Regions from separate parts of the Mus musculus genome. Here region 1 is linked to region 2. A link is a contact called in public ChIA-PET data. All regions are on one chromosome and are shown on one strand. The core of a region is the stretch at or near the end of the contact, and the rest is flanking DNA. Distances in the headings are between cores, read along the strand shown. Region 1 holds the start of Cox19 (cytochrome c oxidase assembly protein 19). Region 2 overlaps Adap1 (ArfGAP with dual PH domains 1).

Region 1 (7,176 bases), core at 4,638-7,137, 41 kb before region 2:
GTTCTGGTGTCCAGGCATCTCTGGACAACTTCCCCCGCAGTGTCCATGCTTCTGCATGGCTGGCTGGTGTGGCCCAAATCCTCCTGCTTCTGCCTCCCAGGGCTGGGATCGCAGGCAACACCACTCAGCTACCTTGGGAGTTATTTTGGGGAAGGAATTTTGCTGTTTGTTGTTATGGTGGTGGTGGTCTTGATACAGGGTCTTGTGTAGCTCATGCTGGCTTTGAACTCCTGCTCCTCCAGCCTCTCCTTCCCTAGGGCTTAGATTACTAGTATGCACCATGAACAGTTGAAAAGGTCTGTGTGTGTGTGTGTGTGTGTGTGTGTGTGTGTGTGTGTGTGTGTGTGTCCCCATATGTGCAGGTTCATGTGTGTGAGTACAAACACACACATACCACAGCCCGTGTGTAGAGGTCAGAGGATGACGTCTGGTATCAGTTCTCACCTTGAACCTTCTTTGCAATGGGATCCTTTGCTTGTAGCTGCCTACGAGCTGGTGTGAGGGCTTCTGGGATTCCCGCTGCTCTCTCACCTCCTATCCTGCTGTAGGAGCGCTGGGATTGGGGGATAATTTCACATCCCTCTTCACATAGGATCTGGGATCCTCAGACTTGCACAGCAAGCATGTAACTCTTGAGCCACATCTCCCCAGCCTCACCTTGTTGATTCAGACAGGCTCTCTCCCTGGCCTGGAGCTCACCAACTCTGCTAGGCTGGCTGCCCAGCTAGCCTTCTAGGGTGTTTGCCTCAGCCTCTTCAGCTGCATTACTAATGTGTACCACATGCTTTTTTGCCTGGCCTTTTGCATGGGTACTGGGGATGGAACACAAGTCTTCACGGTTGCACAGCTTGCCCATCTATTCTCCACATGTATAATGTTATTACCATATACATATATATTAACATATAGCATATACATAGGCCACATACATAAAGCACATATTCTGGGTTGCAGATTAGCAGCAAGGCACAGTTTAGCAGCAAACCATTTACTGAAGCATGCACCAGGAGCAGGGCTCCATCTACCAGCACTGAGAGAGGGAGGGAGGGAAGGAGGGAGGGAGGGAGGGAGGGAGGGAGGGAGGGAGGGAGAAAGAGTTTACATGACTGTGTACCCAGAATTAGACATGGGCCTCCTCTGCTGTGCTGGGCGTGGTGGGGTGAGTGTTTCTGTTGTTCCCCGCCTTAAGCTGTCGCAAAGCAATCGGCTAAAGATATGAGGGCAGAATGGAGGGAGGTGAGCACACCTGTGACCCCAGCTCTGGAGAGGCTAAGGCAGGAGGAGTGTGAGCTCTGGAGCAGCGCGTCCTATATAGTAAGACTTGACACTGCACAGCCATGAGAGTTGCAAAGTAGATTCTGAGCGAAGGTGCTGGAGTTTGTTATCATTTCTTGTGGTTATTGCTGGGAATCAAACCCATTGCTTGCTAAGCAGGTGCCCTACCATTGAGCCATGCCCCCAGCCCCTCACTGGGGGATCCTAGGCAGGTATTCGATAAAAGAATAAAAAAGAAATAAAAAGGAAGGATATGACCTCTCCTAGGGATGGGGAAGTTTGTTGTAGATATGAGGGCAAGCATAACTGGAGGCAGGGGCATCTGGGAGAGTCCAAAGTGAACATGACCCTGAGCAGGGCCATGTGAGGAGAGGGGTGGTAGAGACTGGAGGGCTAAGAGAGTAAAGGGGACGTGAAAAGAGCCGGATAACCAAAATGGCTGGATTATAGAGGGAAATTCAGCTGTGGGGCAGAGCAGCCCAGCCCCTCAGCGGGAGAAGTTTAGGACAGAGGGCATGATATGCCAGCCATACCCACCTTATAACAAGTAGGAGGCAAGGGATGCTGGGAGAACCTGGCAGCCAGGTCTGCTTTGATATGTTAAATAGGTACCTCCATTTAGTTATTTTTCCCCAGGTTTGAGACCTAACACTCTACTATTGAATTGCATCCCCATCCTAAGTGTTTAAAGACAGGGTCTATTTGTGTACCCCAGGTTGACTAAGTTGACCTGATCCCCTCCCCAGAGTGCAGGCTGGCACTGCAGGGGTGCACCATCAGGCCGTGTGTGTGTGTGTGTGTGTGTGTGTGTGTGTGTGTGTGTGCGCGTGTGCGCACACACACTGAGGATTAAATCTTAGCTTTACTAAGCTAAGTCCCCAGCCCTGGGGCTGTTCTCTTTTTTTAAATTTTTATGGAATTTCTCCACACCCAACAAAGGTGTGGCGCCAACTGTCTCCCACGGTTACTCAATCTACTGAGGGTCTGTTCTCATCAGACTTGGTGGGGCCAGACTGAGGGATGCCCCAGGCTATCCCTGCATGCAGAGCTCTGATTGACTGGCTCGGGCTACATCTATCCTTGACCTGGTGTGGAGGTCAATACCCACCAAAGGTGGCCACATAGATGGTCCCTATCATAGGTTCTTTGAGTAATACGATGTTGTCATCTTCTATCAGAAGGGGTCTGTATTTCCCACACTGTATGGATGCTGTTAGCACCCCAGAAGCTAGGGTATTGAGAGATATAGTTCACACCAAGTTTTTTTTTTTTTTTAAGATTTATTATTTATTATATGTAAGTACACTGTAGCTGTCTTCAGACTCTCCAGAAGAGGGAGTCAGATCTCGTAAGGGATGGTTGTGAGCCACCATGTGGTTGCTGGGATTTGAACTCCGGACCTTCGGAAGAGCAGTCGGGTGCTCTTACCTGCTGAGCCATCTCACCAGCCCCTCACACCAAGTTTTGAGGCCCTAGTGCCTTGCTGGGAGGAAGCCTGGGTAGCCTGGAAGAGCCCAGGTGTAGAACACTAACAGTCTAAGGACATAACCATGCTCCCATGGTCAGCCTGAGTGGACTGGAATAGTGGTCATGAGTTCTTTCACACAACCATGAGGGCTTGAGTTTGAATCCCTAACACTCACATAAAAAGCCAGGCATGGCTGTGCATGCCAGCAACCCCATCTAGGAAACAGAAACAAATGGATCTTGAGAGCTTGCTGGCCAACCAGCTTTGCCAAAAATGATGAGCTTCCAATCCAGAGAGTCCCCACCTCAAAGCAATGTGGAAGAAGATGCTTGACGTCCTTCTGTGGTCTCCACATGTGCACACACAGGTGCATCCAGCTACACACACACACACAGGTGCATCCAGCTACACACACACACACAGGTGCATCCAGCTACACACACACAGGTGCATCCAGCTACACACACACACACACACACACACACACACACACAGGTGCATCCAGCTACACACACACACAAACACAGGTGTATCCAGCTACACACACACACTGTGCAGGGTGGTACACACCTTTGATCACAACCCTTGGAAAACCAGTACTTCCAAGGCAGAGGGAGGCAGAACTTAGTGAGTTCAAGGCCAGCCAGAGCTGCACAGTGAGTACCCATCTTAAACCAAAACAAATAACACAAAAGCATTCATACAAGGCAGTAGCCATTTCCGAGGAATGGCAGGTTAAAAGTTGCTTTCATAGCCCAGACACCAGCCCCTGCTGCTTTCTTGGTTCTTTGGGATGCCTGACAGAAGGTCTGCCACCCCAGGGACAGAGATGTCTTCTTATTTTAAGTGGAAAAGGGCTGCTTGCTGAGTCATAAAAGACACCATTGTTCACAGTCCAGAAAGCATTAATGAATAACTCAGTGTATGGCCTCTGGTCCCAGGCATGGGAAAGGTGCAAAAGAGCTGTTTCTATGATATCAACAAAGTACAGCTTTCCTTCTGAAGTCTCTCTATAACTCTCTCTCTCTCTCTCTCTCTCTCTCTCTCTCTCTCTCTCTCTCTCTCTGATGTGCAGATGTGAGATGTGTATACCCCATACACATGTGGAAACCAGAGGAGGACATCAGCTGCCCTGCTCTCTCTCTCCCCTTTATCCCCTTGTGACAGGGTGTTGGCTGAACCTGGAGCCAGGCTGGCAGCCAGCAAGGCACCCCTTACAATGCTGGGATTAGAGGCCCATGCTACCCAGCCTGGCTTTTGGGGGTGGGGGTGGGAGGCTCTAGGGATTTGAACTCAGGTCCTCATGTTGCTATAGTGAGTGTCCTTGCCAGCTGAGTTCATCCCTCCAGGCCCCGTTTTGAGAGGTGATTGGAAGCAGACCTGGAATGGGCTTGCTGGAGGTCTGGCAGGGAGATGGTACTCCTCTGAAGGCAGCCTGTAGATCTGCTAAATCCAGCCTCCCAGACAGGAAGGCAGGATGGGATCCAGTGCCTGTGGAGGAGGGGAGTCCAGCAAGACAGGAGAGACTGAGTAGATCTGCCGGTCAAGCACCTCTCTGCAGCCCCTGGGAATTGTTTCTGCTTCTGCGTCAGTGATGTTGGGATTCATCAAGGGACTGTAGAGGAAGAGCTGGCCCCAAGGAGCTGCTAGGAGCCCACTGAGCCCATTCTGCTCACTGCCAGGGCCTGGTGTAGTGTAGAACATAGCATTCATGTGTGGCTGAGATGGAATGACGGCCAATGTCCTACACTGACAGCAGTGCAGGGTGGCAGGGTGCGAGTGCTCTTCTCTGTCCCCAAGCTGAAAAGCAGGGGTGCTGGGTATGGGTGTTATTGCCATAACAACAGCAAAGAGTCAGTAGAGTGCACCCCACTACCATAGAACAGTCCCCCCCAAATCCACCTGGCACAGTCCCAGCCCCCAGGACCTTTTGAAATAATGTTGTGGCAGATGTAAGCAGCAGAGGTTAAAATTGTTGGGATGAGCTGAGCATGGTGGAGCACAACTTGAATCCCAGCACTTGGGAGGCAGAGGCAGGTGGATCTCTGAGTTCAAGGCCAGCCTGGTTTACAGAGTTCCAGGACAGCCAGAGCTACAGAGAAACCCTGTCTCAAAAGAAAGAGAGAGAGAGAGAGAGAGAGAGAGAGAGAGAGAGAGAGAGAGAGAGAGAGAAAGAGGGAAAGAGGGAAAGAGGGAGAGAGAAAAAGAGAAAGGGAAGAAGGGAGGAAGGAAAGAAAGAAAAAAGAAAATCAGACAGCAAAGAAGGAAGGAAGGAAGGAAGGAAGGAAGGAAGGAAGGAAGGAAGGAAAGAGAATTGATTGTTGGGATGGCCCTACCCCGGTGTGGCAATGTCATAAAAGGAATACTTGGATACAGAAACATGGGAGAATGTTCCCAGAAGTGGAGGCCCCGGAGGGAGATATCTAGCAGCCCAGAATTACCTAAAATTGACAGAACATCTCAGAGGCTGGGAGAGAACCTGGGCTCCCTGGAACAGACAGCAGGGACAGCAGGCCACAAGAGGGCTGATGACCAACACCTTAGGATCAGACTTCTGGTCTCTTGAACCACAGAAGATGCCCTTTGGGGAGATTTTCTTTTGTTTTGTGGGACTGGCTACATAGCCCAGGTTTGCTGAAAACTCAGGCAATCCTTCTGCCTCAGCCCCCTAAGCGCTGTCTACAGGTGTGAGGGACTGCACCCTGCTTTATTTTCTGTTTGTAAAACCCGTTTGTATCACTGTGTCACGGCACTGGCAGTAAGCTAGCCACCCCTCCTTTAGTGTGCTTCTTTCCCTCTGAGTAGATGGGAAACTCAGTCCCTGGAAGACAGATGGGTGGGATGAAGATCCCGGGGCACAGACTGGTGTCCTCGGGCAAATGGCTGCATCTTTCTGTCCTTATTTGCTAATCAGTACCAAAAGATGACTGCCAGGCTTCTTTCTGCTTCTCAGAGGGCTGGAAACCAAGGGCAGATCCTTTCGCAACACGGCAGGGGCGGGGCTAGATAGGTGAGGCGGGGCTTGGTGGGTGGAGCCTGGGTGGACTCGGGGTGGGGCCAGTCGTCCGCTCGACTAGCTCGACGCTTCCTGGACCCGCTCGGTGTTCAGCCATCTGCCCTGCGTCGCCGTCGCTCTCCGCTCTGGATTTCGCCGTGATGTCGACCGCAATGAACTTCGGGACCAAAAGCTTCCAGCCGCGGCCCCCAGACAAAGGCAGCTTCCCGCTGGACCACTTCGGTGAGGCGAGGCGAGGCACAGGCTGATGGCGGCCTGGGATCGGGTGGCAGAGTTAGGAATACTGAATCTGGGTGGCAGCGTCTCGGGTGCTGAGTCTGAGTGGTAGGGAGTGCTGTTTCTCGGTGACAGGATCAGGGGTATTGGAAGTAGGTGGCAGGATCTGGGATACTGGTTCTAGATGGCAGGGTCAGGGGTACTGGGGTACTGGGTTTGGGTGACAGAGTTATGGGTGCAGGATATCTGGGTGGCAGGGTCAGGGGTACTGGATCTGGGTTCAGGGTCTGGGCTGCTGGGTCTGGGTGGCAGAGACTGGAGTGTTGTCTCTTTGCTATAGATGGCAGGTTTGGGGGCACTGGGTTTGGATGGCAGGGCCTGGGGTTGTAGATCTGGGTGGCAGAGCCTAAGGTACTAGATTTGAGTGGCCGGGTCAGAGTTGCTGGATTTAGGTGTAATGTCTGAAGAGTTAGATGTTGGATGTGACAGGGCCTAGGGTGCTGGATCGAAGGTCTGAGAGCCAAAGTGAAGGAGCTGAATATGAGGGACAGTGTGTGGGGTTATAGACCTGGGTGGCATTGTCATGTGTGTTGATGACAGGATGCTAGAAATGGTGGGTGGGGTCTGAGGTACTGGACCCTGGATGCAGAGCAGTTAATATTACAGGTCCTTCCCGGGTAGTGGGGCTGGGCGTGCTCAGAGCACTGTGGGGGTGCAGTCAGAGAAACTGAGTCTTGAGGGCCCCTATTTCAGAGGGCCACATGTCATGGCTCTCCAAGTAAGACTTGGGGCTAATGTGATAGGATGGTGACAGGCCTCCTGGAACGGAGCTTGATGTTAGGCCCCCTGGCGGCAGCTCAGCTCAGCGCAGGACATACCCACCCTCCCCTAGCTCCAGGCTCTGGGTCTGCCGTGAACATTAGGCAAGGAAATATTTTCAAAAAGCTTTTTGATATCTAACACTGGGGCTGAAAGCCCGGGTTTGGCACATGCTAGGCGAGTGTTCACCTCTGAGCCACGCCTCCAGCCTGGAGGATTTCTAGTCACCGTTCTGAAGTCTGCAGTTAACAGGCCTTTTGGGAAACTGGAACATGGGAAAGAAAAAAAACAAACAAACTGGGAGAGAGTTGGAGATTCAGATTACAGAGGCCGAGCTGGTGCCTGGCACGCACAGGAACCTGAGTCCAGTCCTCAGCACTAC
Region 2 (6,895 bases), core at 2,738-5,237:
CCCAAGTTGAGGTATGAGTCAGGAGAGGGGCACTGGATGGAGAGAGGGGCATGGGTACCCTGTGTCCATATATGGGGATGACCCTAGCTCCTTCATCTCCAGGCAATGGGCCCCTTCAGGGTCTGGGCTGTCATAGGCTGTGGCATAGAGCACAAGCTTTAAGGAAACTTGGGCTGGCTGAAACTGACGGTTTCATGGCTGATCCTTTGAGGAGCCACGTGGTAACAAAAATCAAAGCATTTGTCCATCTATCCACCCACATTCTTCCATCTAGCTATCGACCCATCCATCCACCCACACTCTTCATCCATCTACCTACCTATCCATCCGTCCACACATCCATCCATCCATCCATCCATCCATCCATCCATCCATCCATCCATCCACCCACTCATCAGTTCATCTAGCCAACCAACCAGGCATCTGTCTATCCATCTTTTCATCCACCCATCCATCTGCCTACTCATCCACTCATCCATGTATCAATTTATCCTTACATTCAACTATCCCTCCATTCATCCTCCCACCCAGCTATATATATATATATATATATATATACATATATATATATATATACACACACATACATATATATATATATCCACCTATATATTCATCTACCCACCCATCCACTCATTCATCAGCTATGTATCCATCCATTCATGCATCTATAACTCCATACATTTACCCACCTGCCTTTCTATTCACCCCCATCCTTCCATGCATGCACCCATACCTACATACATCTATCTATTCACCTCACATGGGCACATACTGTGTGGCTGGCTTGGGGAGCTGAGCAAGGAATAGGCATTGCTGCCCTCTGGGAAGGCAGGGGTGGGAAATGGGTGTGAACACAGGCCCAGGACACAGGGTAGCTGCTGGGATGCTGTTAGTGTGGCAGAGTGTGTGGCCAGCATAGGACAGATCCCCATATAGAGTGTGAACAAACACTGACAGGTTGGGGAAGCATATTCCTAGCTGGGATGATGGGCTCTACTACTGAGCCACACCCCAGCCCCTCCCTGGGGATTCTAGGCAGGGGCTCTACCACTGAGCCACACCCCCAGCCCCTCACTGGGGGATTCTAGGCAGGGGCTCTACTACTGAACCATGCCCCAGCCCCTCCCTGGGGGATTCTAGGCAGGGGCTCTACCACTGAGCCACGCCCCCAGCCCCTCACTGGGGGATTCTAGGCAGGGGCTCTACTACTGAACCATGCCCCAGCCCCTCCCTGGGGAATTCTAGGCAGGGGCTCTACCACTGAGCCACACCCCAGCCCCTCCCTGGGGGATTCTAGGCAGGGGCTCTACCACTGAGCCACACCCCCAGCCCCTCCCTGGGGGATTCTAGGCAGGGGCTCTACCACTGAGCCACGCCCCCAACCTCTCACTGGGGAATTCTAGGCAGGGGCTCTACCACTGAGCCACGCCCCCAGCCCCTCCCTGGGGGATTCTAGGCAGTTAGACTTGGTAATCTTCCAAGTCACCCTCTTCACTGTCCTAGAGAAGAAGAGGGTCTCAATCTTTGTGTTAAGGGCAGACTGGCCTTGGTCCAGTGATTCCATGAGGCAGTACCAGCAGAGACACAATGATAAGATGCTGTTGTCTCTGGCCAGGCCTGACTCTGACTAGGAAAGGGAACGTCAGCCTAGGCCAGTTCCCAGGCTCTTGGAGGAGTCTGGGCTTGGACCACAGGCCCCCTCCCAGAGGATGGTACTCCTACTTTTCCAGCACTCTCTGCAGTCTTTCACATTTCAAGGCTTGTATACTGTTCTCAGTGTTCTTCAGTTGTTTGGTTGGGTTTCAGAGACAGGGTCTCATGTGCAGGCCAGCCTGGAACTTGTGATGTGTCCAAGGCTGACTTGGAACTCCTAATCCTCCTGTCTCTGGGGATAGTGAGTGTGTGTCACCATTCTTGACTTACTTTTTTCAAGATTTTTTTTGTCTAATATCTTTTAAAAAGTTTTTTTCTGTACTGGGAGGTGGTGGCGCACGCCTTTAATCCCAGCACTCGGGAGGCACAGACAGGAGGATCTCTGAGTTGGAAGCCAGCCTGGTCTACAGAATGATTTCCAGGACAGCCAGGGCTACACAGAGAAGCCCTATCTCTGAGTTCAGTCCCTGGGACCCACATGGTGGAGGAAGAAAACTGACTTCCAGGTCGACACTCACCTCTGTGTGTGAGCTGTAGCATGTGGGCACGGAAACACAGTAAACCAACAAACAAACATAAATAAAATTGAACGTGGTGGTGCACACCTTTGATTTCAGCGGAGGCAGGCAGATCTCTGAGTTCAAGGCCAGCCTTATTTACACAACAAGCTCCAGGCCAGCCAGGGCTACAGTATGGAGTCCCCGACTTTTAAAAAGTGAAATAGCCAGACATGGTGGTTCATGCCTTTAATCTCAGCACTCGGGAGGCAGAGGCAGGCAGATCTCTGTGGGTTTGAGGCCAGCCTGGCCTACAGAACAAGTCCAGGACAACCAAGGCTCTGTTGTCCAGAGAAACCCTGTCTCAAACACACACACACACACACACACACACACACACACACACACACACACACACACACACACTGAAATGACAGAATCTCACTCTGTAGCTGGCCTGGTACTTACAGTCTTCCTTTCTCAACCTTATGAGTACTTGGGATGACTGGCATCACTACCGAGCCTGCCTGCTATTTGGTGTGTTTTAATAATCTGCTACTGTTGTGCATGGGGGCACATTTGCCAGGCTCAGCGGAGGATTGACAGTGTGAGAGCCCCCCCTTCCCCTGGTTTTGGCTTCTCACCCCAGAGGCCGCCAGTGACCAGTGCTTTGTGCTTCCTTTGGAAAATGTCTGTCTGTATGCTCATGCGTGTCTTTAACCCACATATAGGGACTGCTTTGTCTTTCCTGTATTCTGCCATGGTCTCTAGAGTATGTGGACCTTGCTCGCTGTCTCTGCATGGACACACTTAGATCATTCTTTCTTTCCCCTTCTATTTCCTGTTTCTTTTTATCTTTCTTCTTTGTCCCCTTTTTAGGTTGTGAAAGACAGGGGTCTCATGTAGCCCAGGCTGGCTCTACCTCACTATGTAGCTAAGGATGACCTTGAACCTTGATCTTCCTGCCTCCACCTCAGAGTGCCGACCTTACATCTACATCACCACACCCTACTTCTTTTTCTCTTTCAGTTTTAAGACACAGTCTCTCTTTATAACCCAGAACAATCTCACACTCACAATCCTCCTGCCTCAGCCTCCTGAGTACAAAGATGGCCAGCCTCGGGTTACTTTCAGTCCTATCTCTCTGTAATGATTGGGTCCCCCAAGCTGCTTCTCAGTGTGACATTTGTGCTTCTGGGAACTCACTGTTGACCTACATTCTTGGAGGTGGAGGTGGAAGGTCCGAGGCTAGGCAGCTTGGCAGCTCGGGAGAGTCTTGCCGGATCCCGCCATAGAGGACTCCAGCGAAAGTAGAAGAGGTTGCGCCACATCCCAGCTGGTGCACCTGTGTGGACCTAGTGGTGTATGCTTTTCCTGGGGAAGTTGGGTCCTCATCTTGAGCTGAAGGTTCTGAGAGAGCTTTGCTCTCTCTCTCTCTCTCTGTCTCTGTCTCTGTCTCTGTCTCTGTCTCTCTCTCTCTCTCTCTCTCTCTCTCTCTCTCAAACTCACTCTATAGACCAGGCTGGCCTTAAATTTTGAAATCTGCCTGCCTCTGCCTCTCAAGTGCTGGGATTAAAGGCGTGCGCTACCACTGCCCGGTGGCTGAGAGAGTTTTTCTATCCTCAGCTTGCTCTTTGCTCTTTGCTCTTAGCGGCCCTGCCATCTTCATTGCTTTTACCCTCTTGGGGTTTTTTGACCTGTTCAGGAAACTCGCCCAACCAAGAAGCAGGCTCATAGAAAATAGATTTTCACAAGTGTCTTGGTTTTACTCATGGTGGTTTTTGACATGGAAATTTTTTTTTGTCATGGCTTAGTCAAACTGATCAGCCTTTCTTGTGGTTTACAGCATACTCAGACAGACTCAGAGAGCGACTGCTTGTCACCTAGTGCATATGCGTGTACAGGTGCAAGCGTGTGCAGAGGTCAGAGGACAGCCTTGGGTGTCGCACCTTCCCAGGCACCTTCTGCTCTTTGTAATAGAGCCTCTTGTTGGCTTGTAACTTTGCCAATAGGCTAAGCAAACTGGCCACTGATCTTGCACGTGTCTCTCTGCTTTCTATCTTGACATTGCTGGGTTACCAGGGAATGTCTCGGCATCAGCTTTTTACATGGGGTCAAGCTATCACATTTATGAGACAAGAACTTTAACAGCTGAATCACCTCACCTTGAGAGTTGAGGTTTTGTTTTGTTGTTTTATTTCAGTATCAGTTATGGATTCTGGAGTCTAATATCACTAGCCCCTCACTGGGGGATTCTAGGCAGGGGCTCTACCACTGAGCCACACCCCAGCCCCTCACTGGGGGATTCTAGGCAGGGGCTCTACCACTGAGCCACACCCCCAGCCCCTCACTGGGGGATTCTAGGCAGGGACTCTACCACTGAGCCACGCCCCCAGCTCTCACTGGAGGATTCTAGGCAGGGGCTTTACCACTGAGCCACACCCCAGCCCCTCCCTGGGGGATTCTAGGCAGGGGCTCTGCTGCTGAGCTCCATCTCCAACCCCTGAAGGTTGTTTTTAATTTTTAATTTAATAAACAGCAAGCACCTTTCTTCACTGAGCTATCTTGCAGGTATATGAGTTGCTTTTAAAATGTTACTACAGTTATATACTTGTGGGTTTGTGTGTGCATATGTGTATGTGTGAGGGTACACATGCGCATGGCATGTGTGGAGGTCAGAGGACAACATCCAGGAGTTGATCCTCTCTTGTGTAGGTTCCAAGGATCTAATTCAGGTTTTTGGGCTTGGTGACACTGAGCTACATCATTGACCCCTGAATTTAATGCATTTTATTATTGTGTGTGTAAATCCCTGTATGGTATGTGGATAAGTGCAAGCTCACACATGCCATACTGAACTTGTGGTCATCAGAAGATAACTTTCAAGACTTAGCTCACTTCTTCTACCACAGGACCAGGAATTGAACTTGGATCATTTGGTTGGTGTGGAAGGTATTTTAACCTGCTGGGCCACATCACTGGCCCTTCTGGGCCTTTTCTTTAGGGCACTCCTTTTATATCCTATTCTTCCCTGCTTACTGGGAGCCCATCCTGAGACAGGATGGATCTAGGAGTTCCATCCCAAGGGCAACATTCTGGGTCAGATGACCTTGCAGTGGCCTAAAGGGGAGCAGTTACCCAGAAGCCACCACTGTCCCAGGATCCAGGGGTCCCTGGCTCTGACCATGCTCCTCTCTCTTGCAGTTCATGGCATCTCATGGGAACGAGGCTGCCAGAGCCACATTTGAGTCCAAAGTACCGCCCTTCTACTACCGGCCCACGTTCTCCGACTGCCAGTGAGTACAGAAAGGCCTCTGTCAGGAGCTGGTAAACAGCACTGGGCCTGGCCCTGGGTGGCACTGGGCGGGCCTATGGGACACTCAGAGGGGACTGAGACTTTTAGTATTTGGGGAAAGATTATGGGACAGGCCCTCAGGAGCCCAGTGAGAAGGGCCTTGGCTATCTCTACTACCTGGCCTCTATCCATTTATGTATGTATGACTGTATGTATATATGTATGTATGACTGTATGACTGTATGACTGTATGTATGACTGTATGACTGTATGTATGACTGTATGTCTGTATGTCTGTATGTATGTATGTATGTATGTATCTATCTATCTATCTATCTATCTATCTATCTATCTATCTATCTATCTACCTGTTTTCCCTTTATAGAAGCATCTTGATCTGTAGGTAGCCTAAGCTAGCCTGTAACTCCTCACCCTCCTGCCTCAGCCTCCTGAGTACTAGAAAACAGGCATGAACCACCATCGTGGTTTTATGCTTGTAGCTTCTGGGTGTGCCTTAGAGCACTGGGGAGCTATCAAGGTCCCTTCTCGGGGTCCTAAGCGAACCTTGGGCCTCTTGGATGCTCCTGGTGGTTTGGGTGGGAGATGTAAGAAGCTACCTGATGGCACCAGCCACCTGGTATCAAGAAACTTCAGGAAGAGGGACAGAGAGGCTAGCTACCTACTTTCTCTCAGCCTCAGTTTCCCCACCTTCCAAGCTAACAAGGACAGTCATAATAAGCCAGTGACAACTGTGGGCTTGGTTCTTCCCTCCCTCTCTCCTAGGATCCCAGCCCTAGCTCCCTGTGCAAGCCCTTTCTCCTGGCATGTGTAGCAGAGAGTGGGGGAACTGGGTCCCTCTTGGCTTGACACACCCCCTATGAACTTCCTTCCAGCTGTCTGTCTCCCAGGGCTTGGTCCTGTGTGGCACCTCTCAATCCTGCTGAGCTGGGGGGCCCTTTAGATTCAGTCCTTAGATTCTCTACTGACTTCTTAGTGGTCTCAAGGTTCCTGAAGGGCAGGGCAGAGCAGGGCAGGGCAGGGCAGGGCAGGACATCCCACTATGTCTGTCTTCTGGGTACCTGGCACAGATAGCCACCCCTGAGGGCTCAGGAAATCAGGCAGAGTGGCAGAGCCTGGTCACAGGGGCAGCTCTGTTTATGAGGCCCCGTGTCCACCTGGCCTGAGTGTCCACCCAGCCTGGATGCCGACCTCCGCGCTGGTCCTCTCTCCCCTCTGAGCTCCTGGAGAGTCTCTGGGTCTGGCCATCCTTAGCAGCCTTTCCCTGGCAGGGTGAAGCATTTTATTTTAGCTCACATCCTCTCTAAGCAGAGTGGGGCAGAGGTCAGTCATACCCACCGCTCTGATGACCGGTGTGCTGTCATGGAGACCCAGTGTATGGACACCCACCGTAGCCCCTGAGAAGAGGCTTTGGGTCCCAGAGGGGTTG

What was found. ChIA-PET counts read pairs in DNA pulled down with a chosen protein or histone mark.
Region 1: an RNA polymerase II ChIA-PET map of effector CD8 T cells shows a contact between it and region 2, with 105 read pairs. The contact joins the promoter of Cox19 here to the enhancer-like site in region 2. A contact is called at or near these places in 3 of 39 promoter capture datasets (the 3T3-L1 cell line, 3T3-L1-derived adipocytes and trophoblast stem cells), 1 of 15 datasets of contacts at CTCF or cohesin (CD8 T cells), 3 of 484 Hi-C or Micro-C datasets (CD4 T cells, bone marrow-derived macrophages and nephron progenitors), 11 of 115 datasets of contacts at active chromatin or transcription factors (CD8 T cells, the HPC-7 cell line, the SCID.adh cell line and 4 more) and 3 of 9 other capture datasets (adipose tissue, liver and pancreatic islet).

The regions. Positions count from the first base shown.
Region 1 is chr5:139,343,877-139,351,052 of GRCm38.p6, reverse strand. It overlaps Cox19 (cytochrome c oxidase assembly protein 19), which reads left to right and starts at 5,887. Exons shown (of 3, transcript NM_197980.1): 1 at 5,887-5,981. The coding sequence starts at 5,900.
Region 2 is chr5:139,300,858-139,307,752 of GRCm38.p6, reverse strand. Adap1 (ArfGAP with dual PH domains 1) reads left to right here. Exons shown (of 11, transcript NM_172723.4): 2 at 1-11; 3 at 5,358-5,449. Among named protein-coding and RNA genes, the nearest start is that of Adap1, 21 kb to the left of the region's middle. Within about 2 kb of position 3,987, at least 64 of the 459 cell types and tissues checked have an H3K27ac peak or open chromatin away from gene starts, as enhancers often do. A contact at or near this core is called in CD8 T cells, the SCID.adh cell line and effector CD8 T cells, where this site is marked.